Linked DNA regions of Sus scrofa: region 1 is linked to region 2. Evidence: chromatin contacts called from public Hi-C data. All regions are on one chromosome and are shown on one strand. The core of a region is the stretch at or near the end of the contact, and the rest is flanking DNA. Distances in the headings are between cores, read along the strand shown.

Region 1 (6,700 bases), core at 2,502-5,001, 37 kb before region 2:
TCTTACCTGTACAATCATTAAATCTGGAAATTAAAATGTACCTCTTCTAAAATACACAGGCATTTAGAAATAGAAGAGACTTCTTCAATGTCTACCTGATAAAGGTCCTTTCCCTTTCGGGGGAAGAAATGTTAATTTACTTGAATTTTTGCTCTTCTCTCCCGCCCCTCTGCCCCCTCCTCTGCCCTCATAAAATGGCAGCTGCAGGAGCAGCCTCAAATGGAAAATGGATATCTTGTTAAGAACAGATCCCAAACCTCAGCATCAGCGCCGACTCAGTGGAATAAGCTGCGGTGTAACCTGGACTCTGGGTCATTCCCCACCGGGCCTACAACTCCAATCCTTTGTGAAGTTCAAGGCTTTCCCAATATCTTATCAAGGTTAAACAGAACAAGATGAAGCTTAGGTAGCCTAGCCGGCCCTCTCTGGAATGAAAGAGAGCCCCCTCCACTCCTTGCATTTATTATTTATTTTTTTACAGCAAGGGTGCATGTAACCCCCACCCTCCTTTTTATCAAACAGAAGTTTTGGCAGGATGTTGCCTTCATGTGAGCACAGGCAATTGTTCCTAATTCAGGAAAAGTGTTATTGGCGGCGCTCAAAAACACTAGCTCTAGAAAAAAGATTCATTTCTTTTATTAAGGAGCTAGCTTTGTTCTGGAGCAGTTGTTTACACTCAGATTTTTCTGCATTTGCTCTCAGGGCTTGTTTCAAATAAGTGAGGCCAACCTGGAGAACAGCAGAGGACGTACCAACCGATATCTGAGATGTGCAGAGCAAGTTGGCTCACAATGGGCATGCAAACAGAGAGAAGGAATACAAATAAATATGGCACCTCCTCAAAAAACAGAATCACATCGACTGCCACAGCATAGAGACCTAGCAATTTCAGGCGATACCAAGCTCGGTTCAAAACGAAAGCAAATTCAGCAATGAAAAGCTTTCCACAAGGCGATTCGCCAGAGTAAAAACTATATAAGTGAAAGTTATAATAGGCTTTTCAAGTATTCATTCACTTTAGATGATTAAATTGCCATAATTTGTAGAAACTATAGAAAAATTATTAAACATCAACTTTAACATTGTCCTGAAACTTCTGTCACTGGCCCAACATTTTCCCCCAAGTTTAAGGAAGCTGCAGAGCCAGGACTACACATTACACTCTTCAGCTAACATGTGCTTTTCGAATATTTGGCCCAGACTTTTTCCCAGAGATATTACATTTACAAAATACTCAAAGAAATCTTTTAGGAGTAAACAAAAGGCACCCGAACCATTCATTATAAAAGCAGAAAGAAAAACCATAAATAATACATTTTAATCAAATAATATAAAGTAAATATTCTGCAGGCATAATTTTTTTAAAAAAATTAATAGACTTCTTTTAACTTACTCACCATAAAGAAAAGATTTAAAATGTTCAAGTGCACTTGTTTGATTAATAAAGCATTTTATATTCAATTACTTAGTGCTAATCATTAGGAAGTTTATGTTGTTGAGGCAAAATCATCAGCTCAGACATTAAAAACTACCATTATAAAAATATAGCTACAAGGTCAGTATCAAATTACTCTTACATAGGACAGCTCAACCGCTGTTTCTATGTGACACTAGAAACTTTTTTTGCAACACCCAAATCCCTCTCAAAGCGCAGAAACCTCAAGAGCAGTGACATGAAGGTAGCTTGAAATACAGGTAAAGTCCTTTCCAACAAAGAAAATAGGTGGTGTCCACCAGCATATGCTGACCATTAGTTTTAATAGTCTGCGGTAAAACTTTAAAGGTAGAAGTTAATTTGTCGGGCCTTCAGCTCGATCTTCCTCCAGCTCTTGGGCTTCCTTTTTGGTTTCCCCATCCTTTGCCTCCTGTCGGGAAACCGGGAATTTGTCCTTGTTGTTCTCCTTCTTCCATTTCATTCTTCTGTTCTGGAACCAGATTTTTACCTGTCTCTCGGTGAGGGCTAAGGCGTGGGAAACCTCGATTCTTCTCTTCCTGGTCAGATAAGGGTTAAAAAGGAATTCCTTTTCCAGCTCTAGGGTTTGGAAACGACTGTAGGTTTGTCTTCCTCTTCGTCTACCAGGAGCTGCTGATTAAAATAAACAAACAAACAAAAAAAAAAAGAGGAAAATAAATGTTTAAAAAATGTAACGGTGCATCTGCAGGTTGCTGGAGGTTTCTGGAACCGGTCTAAGAAGTGAAATATACACAACTCTCCTTAGGTTAGATATATACAGGATGTGCAGGAATGAGGGGCAGATTGCCACTATTCTGTCCCCATCATCTTTACATGGTTTCTACTTAAAAAAAAAAAAGTCTGTATTACTTTATGAATAAGAGTCACTGTAAGCCACACAAGAAGGAAAAGGAGAGGGAGAGGAAAGGGGAGTTTTAAAGCTAGAACGTGAGATGAAAGCAGATTTCTCCCCCTCTCCCCGCTTAAAAAAAAAAAATGCATCCCAACCTTGTGGTCTCATCCAGGGAAACATTTGAGAAGGAGACGAGCTCTGATTTAAGTGGTCTGGGTCCTCGCCAATATTACCACTGGACGATTTACAGTCAGGATATTGTACCAGCTCGGCCTCTTGCTGGGTCGTAAAAATCGGCTGTCTCTGTAAGTTATCGTATCCGTAAAACTTCGCGGGCTCCCCGTGACAGGCAATCCCGCCGCAGGGGGGAGGCGGCGGCGGCGGCGGCGGCGGCGGCGGCGGGGGGGCGGCCTGGTAGGCTGCGGCTGGGCTGCCCCCGCCGGGGTGGAAGTAGTCTTGGCCGGGGCCCGGACCGCCCCCACCACCGCAACCCGGCCTGGCGGGCGGCGGCGAAGGGTGCGGGTGCGCGTGCGCCTGCGGGGGCGCGTGCGGGAAGCCCGCGGCGCTGTTGCCATAGAGCTGCAAGGCGGCGGCGGCTGCGGCGTGGCGGCCGCCGACCTCGGGCGCGAAGTGACAGTCGTAGTAAGTGGGATTGATGGCCTCGCCTGCCGCGGCCGCCGCCGCGGCCGCCGCCTTGTACTTGGAGTACAGCGGGTTCACGAAGTACGAGCTCATCGGGGCGGCGGCGGCCGGGGGCCGAGGTAGGGCGGCCCCGGGCGGGCGGGCGGCGCCGAGCAGGCAGGGAGCGCGCCTCAGCGCGACTGCACTGCCGCGGGGGCCTCTGGGGCGGCTGCTCGCGCCGCTGGGGCCGCCGGGCTACTTTGGTGCCGCCGCCCGCCCGCCCGCCCGCGCGTCGCCTCTGAGGCCGGGCAGCCGCGGGCACTCGGCTACTGGGCGTTCATGCTCCGCTCTCGCGCCCGTCTCCTCGGCCTCGCGCCGCCTCCCTCGCGGGTCGCGGGGCCTCACCCAGCCCCCGCGTTCCACCGCCCGCCCAGCCTCTCCCGGCGCGCGCCGGCTCGGCCGCAATAAAATCGCCGACGCCCCGGGTGACCTGTCCCTCTGCCTCCACTGTTTCCTCTCAGGCACCAGGCGGCCCTGAGCGCACCGGGACAAGAAAAAAGTGCACCCGACCCACGGGGACACTCTTTGGCTTCGGTTTACAACCCCCGCTCTGGAGGGAAAAGGAAAAAAACACCCTCTGCCCGCCGCCACCTCTCACCTCGCCCCCCCTGTAGCCCCCTCCCACAGCTCTCGCCGCCGCTGCCGAGGCTTCCGCCCCGGTGCGCCCCGGCGAGGCATTTTCGCACCACGCCACTGCGCGGAGAGGGAGCGAGATGGGCGCGAGATAACCGCGCGGAGGGATCCGTGCGGAGGCGACACCGCTGTTCCCGACGGGACGCCTCACGCCGGACGGGAGATGCCTCCGCCGGCCTTAAAGGGGGCCCATAAAGCCGCACTGCCAAGGGCTCGTCTTGCCCCTCGGGGCCGAGGGAATGAGGACCGCAGCCGGCAGGGCGGGGGCGCGGCAGAGCCTTACACTTGGGGGGAGGCAGGGAGGCCACTCCCAGGAGGCTGTGGAGCAAATGACTCCCTTCCTGGGCCCCTAGAGCAGCCCCTCAGAGGTTGGCCCTGGCTTTTACGGCTCTAGACACGAGCATGCAGCCCAAGGAACATGGGCAAGTGGTGTAGATGATCCAAACCGAATATTTGAGTTAGGTCCTGTGCAAGTGGTTTGATTAAAAGCCACAAGGGTGACCCCAATACCTTGCATTATCAAATCGAATCTAAGCCCTTCTTTTCCAGCCGAGAGGGCCTTGTGGAAATGAGATGTACATTTACCCTTGACGCACTGCACGCCTGGCTGAGGCTCCCAGGTTAATTGATATTTAATGGAAATCATGCCCATGAATATAGTTTCCATCATTTCACCCTTGATAGACGTCAGCACCGGGCGCCGGGGGGAGGCTGAAGAATGTGGCGGGCGGGGGGTGAGGGGAGGCATTAGCATTGCTGAGGGAGTAAATGGAAAAACGGACAGAAATGTTCCAAGGCGGGAAGGAGGACTCATGCTGGGGTGGGTGGTATTTCCTCGGGCAGGACGCGTGGCTCCAGGGTCTCAGCCCCTGAGCCGAGCGGACCAGGGCAGGCGGTGGCCCCGGGCGGAGTACAGGGGACTGACGCCCGCAAGTCCCCCCGCAACGAGCCTCGGGCCGGCATTCGGATCGCGCCGGTTCCAAGCAGCTGCAGGCGGCGCCCATCTTCTAAAGATTCTAGTTTATCCAAGAAGTCTGTGAAGTTACTGCTGAGAGCGGGCGCTGGGCTCAGACTAAAAAGTTACTGATTTTTCTAAAAGGAAAGAGAAGGTTCATCCTGGTTTATGAGCGAGGAGGAAGAGAAACGTCCTGTGTCATATGGATAAATCAAGTGTGAATCGGCATGATATCCCTGGTTTTAGAAGCTTGCTCTGAAGTCACTTGCCATTACACCACCATTCGCCTTCTCTCCTCCACATCCTCCCTCCCCTTCCCCTCTGGCGTTAATGTCCTATATAAGTAATAGGTCTCCGTTGAGTGTGTTTTCCCTTGCCCACACTGCCTTTCTCGTAGAGTCTTTGGGTGACCCATTTCCTTGGGATAATTCACTGTTGTGAGGACTCCAGGCCCAACGGCCTGGGAACGGACCTCAGAAACACTCCCTGAGCCCACCGAGGGGCTCCCGCTGTAGCTAAAACACACCACGCCAGCTTTTCACGCCAAATGCAAATGTCTAAAACCTTCACACAGCTCCCAAAGGCACAGCAGGAGAGTGGTTTAACTACCCCTCGCTTCTTGCGGGTTGACCCAGCCTGTGAGTAAGATCTTGGGGTCAGTCCGGATAGACCGAATATCATATTTTGCAAATGGAGGAAATAAGATCGAGATGGAAAGGCATAACAATATAATGTTTAAGAATCAATTGTTTCTACAGGGATTAGTTGGAAATGATTAAGGTAAATGAATTGCTAATGAATCTCCAGGTGATAAAATCGAGCTTTACTTAATTTTTAAATTAGTAGGGAGTGCAAGGAGACTTTACTTGTGGGGGTAGTGAAGGGTAAGGGTTTTGTTGTTGTTTCCTGCCAGTTACCGCCAGGTAAACTTCCTTTAAGTCCGAAGGCGAACGAACTGATTCCAACAGTTAACGACTTGTACTCCAATCTTGCAAATACCCAATTAAAAGAGTATTATTTTCAATAAAGCCTTGGAAATAACTTTGTAATTGTGCCTTTTTATTTCACTGTTTGGCGTGTGTGTGTGTGTGTGCATGTTTAAATCGTCGTTAGTGGGTTTTGGAATGGAATGGGAGAAAAAGAAGAATGAATCCAGATCTCAATAACACAAGGCACCCTCTAGAACTTTGTGATTCCTGGGGGGGCGAAAAATAAACACAAACACTACAAATTCCATTTCTACACATTCTGGCCTAATTAAGAAAATATCATAACTTAATATTTCCTCTTGGGACAAAACACTTAGGGTTTTTTTCCCCCTTCAAACATTTTGTTTACAATCTGGGAAAGAGCGCGATTACTTCGTAAATAAAGATGTATGCTTTTGCACGTTTCTATTTTGATACAGTGCATTAACATAACATTTTATAGTTTCAGCTGTGCCGTAGTCCACATTTTCTGAAATCCTGACTAAGCCAAAATTTTATACATAACAAACACTTCTAGAGAACTTAATAGTGCACATTGCTTCTTTTTGCTTAAATTTATCCTAATTTGGAATTTAAAATGAGATTGTATCTTTAATCAAAACCTTCTTCCGCTGCAACACCAGCTTTACGATCACAAAGTGGAGCAACGGCGCTCTCTAGTGGCAAAAGGACACCTCTAGCCGACTGAGCTTGTCTGCTCAAACCAATTCCAATCTTGTTCTTTAGTCTGACTGAGACTGGAATCGCTGACACTAATAATGCTTCATCCATTTGATTGTCGACAAGTCAACTGCAGCAAACAGGGGCTCCTGAATGCCAAAAGCATTTTTGCTCCCAAGAGCTTCTAGTAGTGTCTTTTTCAAAAGCTTCCAGCCCTTCTTTTGCCAGATACAGTAAATCCCCATTCTGTAATCGCCCACAATTATTACAATGGACTAAATCTAACAAAATCACAACTTTCTAAATATCAACTGCAACAGGACTTTTTTTCTTCAATAGAACCAGGCACTTTAAAAACTAAGAAATTATAGAAGTTAAATTTGTTAATTGTTTTCTTTAAAATGGTTACATTTAGCATTAAATGGCAAATATTCGCTATTTTAACTTTGCAATTTTATTGCTTCAGGCCCATTTCA
Region 2 (6,143 bases), core at 3,062-5,561:
TACAAAAAAAAGAAAAAAAAAAGTGTGTGTGTGTGGGGGGGGGGACGAAGGCAAATTAAGATGGAGACGGGAAAAGAGGCCCATTGTAAAAGAAAACACATCTTTGAGAAAAACAGAGAAAATGTTAGTAACTCTTCCCAAAGTGGAAGGTCAGGACGGTTAGCCCCATTTTCAGGGGTTATTTCATCTCGAGAGATCGAGTCGTGGTCACTTTTCGTTTTCTGTCTCGCTATGTGCCTATCTCAATGAAAACGAAGCCGCTTACTCACAGTCGGTAAGATATGAACGAAATCAAGCCAAGGTGGAGGAAAACGAAAGTAGCTCCGAACCTTGGGTTTTGCGCTTTCTCTGGCAGATGCATAAGGGAATCCTCCCGCCAGAAGAGTTTAGGTACTGTGTGAGGTTTTAATACATCTGTGTTTAACTCACATGCCCAAAAGGTAGCCGCCGTTGAATTCACTGTGCCCGGGCGCTGACAAGGACAAGGCACCCGGTTCCTCAGCGGCCATTTCTATGAGTGGCAAAAAGCCCTCAAAAGAAAGTTCGTAGTGCCTAAAAATTGCATCTACAGGTTTAGGGTGTATAATTATGGTTTCAGTCCGCAACTGCTGTGTGCAGGCTGCCGGGAGAAGTCTCTATAGATAAGCCTGAAATGTTTCTTTTTCAGTTTCCAAATATGGATATGACTAATTTCAAGACCTTCCTAGAGTAGATATTTATAATGGCCTTTCTAGGAAGAAAACCTCCAAGTGAGCACGTTTTCCAATACCCAGCACAGACATACATATTGGTTAAAAAAAAAGAAAAGAAAAGAAACTATTCGCATGAGCTGAATTTTTTTTGAAAGAGAAGTAGAATTTTATTGGAGTTTTTTTGAGGTGGTCTGGTTAAAAAATATAATTTTAAACACCACAAATTATATCCTCATTTAAAGATATCACTATTTATGTTAAAGCCATGGGGAAAGGGAGGGGGAAGGGGTGATGGAAGCAGAGAGCCTGGAGGTTTCAGAGACCAGAACTGATACTGAGTTTCCTTCATCTGTAGAGAGCACTGTAGTGTTCAGGATAACAAGGTTTTATAATAAATAAGAAATTTCTAGAGGCAACATGAGCTTGGGGGGAAAAAACCCACAAATGTATAAAGACTCAGAAGAAATAAGTGAGTTCTGTTTATTTGACTCTCCCTAGGAGTAAAAAGTGATTTTTAAATGCCTGAAGCACTGTCCATGTATCTCAGCTCACAGACATTGCATCTACAAAAATAATCTCTCAGTTGTATAAATATGCAGCACTTTAAAAGTAGTTATTTATCATCACTTTCAGAAACACCTTTTTTTTCCCCCTCCTGGACTTCAGAACTCCATATTTTTTCACACTTGTTAGATGTTTTAAAGCTCCAGGAGAGCCCAATACATTTGTTCAGACAGTCAAGTTCTTCACTGGGTTCTGGATAAAAATTCCCACCCATGGCCACATTGACTCAGTCTCTTTCAGGGGACTGAGGAGATGGCCTCATTTCTAACACCACAAACCAAAGGTCAGGGAGTGGGGAGGCATGTATACCATTCATGGGTCACTTTCCCAACTGCAGCCATTTAAATATCTGCATCTAGAGCTGGAGAAATGAAGGCATCACATGAAGACACATTGTTTCCAAATTAAAGATTATAAAAGCACAAATCTACAAGGTGTAGTAAAAAATACAACAGTAAGTGAAAGACCTAAAGTTGGAAATATTGTCTTCACTCTAGTATTGATACAAACCCTATACAATAAGGTAGCTGCTTTTAAAGCCATCACAGAACCTCCAGCCTTCTGTTTTTAGACTTTCTCAGTGACCCTAGAAAACTGCTTGCCCAGAGCTGTTTCCATTTGCCTCAATGCGACTGCTGAGAGCTAAAATTTCAATTACCTAATCACAGGATGTGAATGACTGCAGATCATTCTGCCTTAATGGATTATGAAGATAATCAGTGCTGGAAACAGGCATAAAAAGTGATTTAAAAAAATAAAACCCTAAAATCAGAATGGCACTTCTGAAATTCATTTGGGGGGGGGTATTCAAAAATACTTCAAGTCCTTTATACTGGCCTGGAGGGAGAAACAGAACATTAAAAAGCCATAAAAAACAAACCTAGACAAGAGCAAAATCAATAATAAACAAGTACAAAACAGAACTACAAAGTCAGGTTGGGCAGCAAAAGGTTTTAGAGCCAGATAAGGGGAAGAAAGAAAAACAATTCACAAAATTTGCCATCACTGGCAGGGGGATGGGGGAATTAAATACATATTCAAGTCTTTCCAAAGGTCTTTTGGAGACAACTGAAAGCGTTTAAACTCTCTGTGGCCAATCTGGCCCACATCAGGAGACAGTGTCTTTGAGCTTGGAGACAATTTTCTTGTCTTTCACTCTTCGGTTCTGAAACCAAATGGTCACTTGTCTCTCGGATAGGTTCGTGGCAGCCGAGATCCGCCGCCGCTTGTCCTTGTTAATGAACTTGTTAATGGCATACTCGTTCTCCAGTTCTTTGAGCTGCAGTTTGGTGTAGGGCACCCTCTTCTTCCTCCCCCGACGGTAGACACACATGTCTGGCTGATTTAGAGCCACATCCCCTGATATAGGAAAACAGCACAGGTAAAATTAGATGAGGATATCTGGAGTACCCAGATGGGGACTGGGTGTGTATATTTGGAGGGGGTACAGGGAAAGAAGAAAGCCAGGTTGTTTACACTTTATTATTATTTACGCAGACATATTATTTACATGTTATTAAAAAAAGATCATTTGCACTTCAAAGTGAAAGCCAATTTGACGGATCATCAGCGTTTCTCAAACCGGCATCTTAACAAGCCTGTGATTTTATGGTGTGGTTGTTGAAGATGCTTATAAGGACAGTTTCTGCAAATGCTGGTTGCAAACGTACAAACATACACTTAAAAAAGAAAATCCAGGCTGTTTGTTCAAACTTTGATTTCTTGTGTTCCTATGTTTGGGGTTGGTCAGCTCTTGGAAGCTTTAGTGGTCACTCTGGGACATTTATGTCCTTGAAAAGTGGGGCCCAACTCTGAGACACCTTTTTGGGGAGGAGGGGCCAAGGCCTGAGCAAAGGGCAGCAAAGACCCTCATCCTTAGGAGAAAAATAGGCCTATGCCCATACACAGGAAGAAAAGGGTTCAGAGAGGCAGTTTAAATCAAAGGATTATTTTATAGATTTTTTTTAATTTATTTACAAACTGGACAGACAGTTAGTTCCACTGGGTTATCCCTAGTCCAGGAGGAGGACAGGCGCCCAGCTCCTAAGTAGGGATGTAGACTCCCAGTCCTTTCTTTTCCTTCTTTCTCCCTTCTTCTTCTTCCCTCCCTGCATCTCTCTCTCTCTCTTGTCCTCCCTTTTTTCCAATGTCCCTACCTGGAAAGGATGATTTCCAAAAGTGGGAGCCCTGTGGCTGGTCCTTGGCGCAGTACACCTGGCTGTTCCACCCGTTGGCCAGCGTCCAGGACTGGTAGCCCTCCATGGAGATGTACGCCTCATGCCGAGGCTCCCCGGAGCCGAAGGTAGACACCATGTCGATATAGCCAGGCACATGCTGGTAGGGGCTCGTGTAGCCCTGGTAGAAGGACACCTCCTTGGCTCGCGCGGGCACTTCGTTGGCCGGTACACTGCTGCTTGCCAGGCCCGACACGTCCATGTACTTCTCCACCGGGAAGCCTCCCAGCGAGGCGTGCGGGGACGACTTGAGAGCATTCTGCTGTAAGCCCACGCCGTGCGACATGCGGCAGCTATAGTAGCCGTTGCCGAAGTGGTAGCCGTAGCCTAGGGCCGGGGCACCCGGGGGCGCTGCGGCGGCCGCGCCGGGCGCCGGGCACTCTTTGGCGGAGGGAGCCTCCGGGCGCGCCGCGACCACAGCCGAGGATGACGACGACGAGGCGGAGCCCGCGCGCTCAGAGGTCCCCGGGTACGCGAAGCCCGAGGCCGCCGCCGCCGCCGCCGCCGCCGCTGCCGCCGCCGCAGCCGCACGCCCGGAGTGCGTCCCGGCGAACACTGGCGCCGAGAGGAAGCCGCGACACTGGCCCGGCGCCGCTGCTGCCACAGAGGAGGAGGTGGAGGAGGAGGCCGGGGCCGCCCCGGCGGCCCCGCCGTCCGCCCGCAGCCCGTCCATGTCCCAGCTCCCGGCGCGGCTCATGGCCCGGCCCAGCCCGGCCCCGGCCCCGGCCCAGGCCCCGTGCAGGACACCATGGCGCGGCGCGCCTCCTCCCTCCTCTCCTTTCTCTCTCGTTCTCTCGCTCCCGCCCTCTTCCTCTCGCCCTCTCTCCCACTGCGAGCCTCCCGCCTCCCGCCCGCCCGCCCTCCAACAGGTTAGCTCATCGCAGGACGTTTATAAAAACGAAGTTCAGGTTGGGAGGGGGCCTGGGCCGGTCGGGGGGCCGCCCCCCTCCCCGAGGGCTCCCGCTCGGGGCCGTACCATTGGCTGCGCGGGGCCACGTGGGGGTGGGGGCGCGGGAGAGCCTGGCTCGGGGCCCCGGCCCCGTGGACCCACCCACCCCGGCCCCTACCCCTCCCCAGTCCTTGCGCAGCCCACAGCCCCTTCCCGCCCTCCCTCGGACCCAGGCGTTTGCGCCGCAGCCACCCCCACAAGCTGATTGCGCGACCGCCCATCCTAGGCCCTGTCTGCGACTGAAGCGGGCGCCGAGGCCTGCGCCTTGTCTCGGCCACGGCTGTTTTGCCACCTCTCCTCGCTCTCTGAGCTGCACAACTAAATGAAGGAGAGGACAGAGATGATCAGAATGATATGAAAACAGACCGGTTTTTGATCCTGTTGCTTAATCCTTCGGATTAGCTGACCCAGACCCCAAACCCGAGAGAGCTAATTTTTCCTACCTTGCGCAATGCTACGGGGCAAAGGCGTTTAACATGATCCTGGGCGATCCTCGAAATAAGACCAATTGGAGCAGACTTCTATACGGACACATCGTCCACCCGGAAAATGCCCACGGAAAAAATGCCGCCCGGGGGCAGAGACTTACAAGTAAATCAAGCAGACGAAAAGACCCGTCTTCGGCGCTGCGAACCCGAGGATTTATCTACCCGAGCGAGAAAAGTCCGGATGCCTGGACCACGATATTCGCCTTTGCACTCAGCCCAGCCAGGAGTCGCCTCCCGACTTGGGCTCCCCAGCCCTGGCGCGGCCTCCCCGGGTCCGCAGAAAGACCCTGTGGAGAGCGCTGGGAGAAAGCCACTTCGCCGCCCTCCAGGAAACTTCTGCGCCTCACTTGCAGAAGAACTGCCTCTTGCATTTTGCAGCCACCACCCACCCCTGCCAGTTACTCACACCAATTAATTGAAAACTTCACTTTCCCAGGGACCTTTGTTTCACTTTCTTTTCCAAGCTGCCTACTGCAGAAAACTGAGAAGGGCAAATTAAGAGAGTGTTTTTTCCAAGCAAATTTGGGGCTCCTAATGAGAGCAGCCCAGAACAACTGGGTCTGGCTTTGAGGGGTTAGGGTGGGCTTCAAGCAATTGGGCCAGGGTGCAGGGATTACAGCCCTGAGCCCTCTTCTTCCCTTCCTTCCATTCCTCAGCCATGGAACCCCAATCCATCATTCTCCATCCAAGCCATGAACAGGGGGCCAATGTGAGTCCTCCAGCAAATTTAAGGCTCCACTTTGGAGAAACATTAGATTCGATGAGCCGAGGGTACAGGAGGGGTGAGAGAGCCCTCAAAGTGAGCCCATTTCTTTCTGTAGCATCAACTCCCCAGGCCAGCCTATCTCCAAAAAAATTGGTCCTTTGGGCCTGTGATTGGTGAGGCCAGCTTATCACCTAGCCCTGCTGTTCCTGGACCCAAGACAGAACTTGGATGGGGCAAGTAAAAGCCAGGGAGGATCTCTTGGGCCAGGCCCGGCATCACAGGGTGGGCTGCTAGTGTTGGGAGTGTTGACACGCAAAACGCAGTAACCATAAAAGGCTCAAATAAAGGGGAAAGTTATGAGAAGGGCACTGGAAAGGAAAAGCAGAAGAATTTGTTTGACCTTTTTGAAGTCCTAGACATGTTCATGATCAAATTCAAGACAGGAGGGGCCTAAGATTCTGCAGAAAATTGTAGAGAATAGAAGTTTTCTGGTGAGAACAATTTTAACTA

Evidence for each region. Hi-C and Micro-C count contacts between places; a contact is called where the count stands out from the background.
Region 1: a contact with region 2 is called in a Hi-C map of liver, with 2.7 times the contacts expected there. The contact joins the promoter of HOXD8 here to the promoter of HOXD13 in region 2. A contact is called at or near these places in 2 of 47 Hi-C or Micro-C datasets (liver and skeletal muscle).

The regions. Positions count from the first base shown.
Region 1 is chr15:81,927,974-81,934,673 of Sscrofa11.1, reverse strand. HOXD8 (homeobox protein Hox-D8) reads right to left here and starts at 3,751. Exons shown (of 3, transcript XM_021076351.1): 1 at 3,586-3,751; 2 at 2,462-2,609; 3 at 1-2,086. The coding sequence starts at 2,486. The coding sequence ends at 1,791.
Region 2 is chr15:81,892,165-81,898,307 of Sscrofa11.1, reverse strand. It overlaps HOXD13 (homeobox protein Hox-D13), which reads right to left and starts at 4,311. Exons shown (of 2, transcript XM_003483680.3): 1 at 3,413-4,311; 2 at 343-2,615. The coding sequence starts at 4,187. The coding sequence ends at 2,365.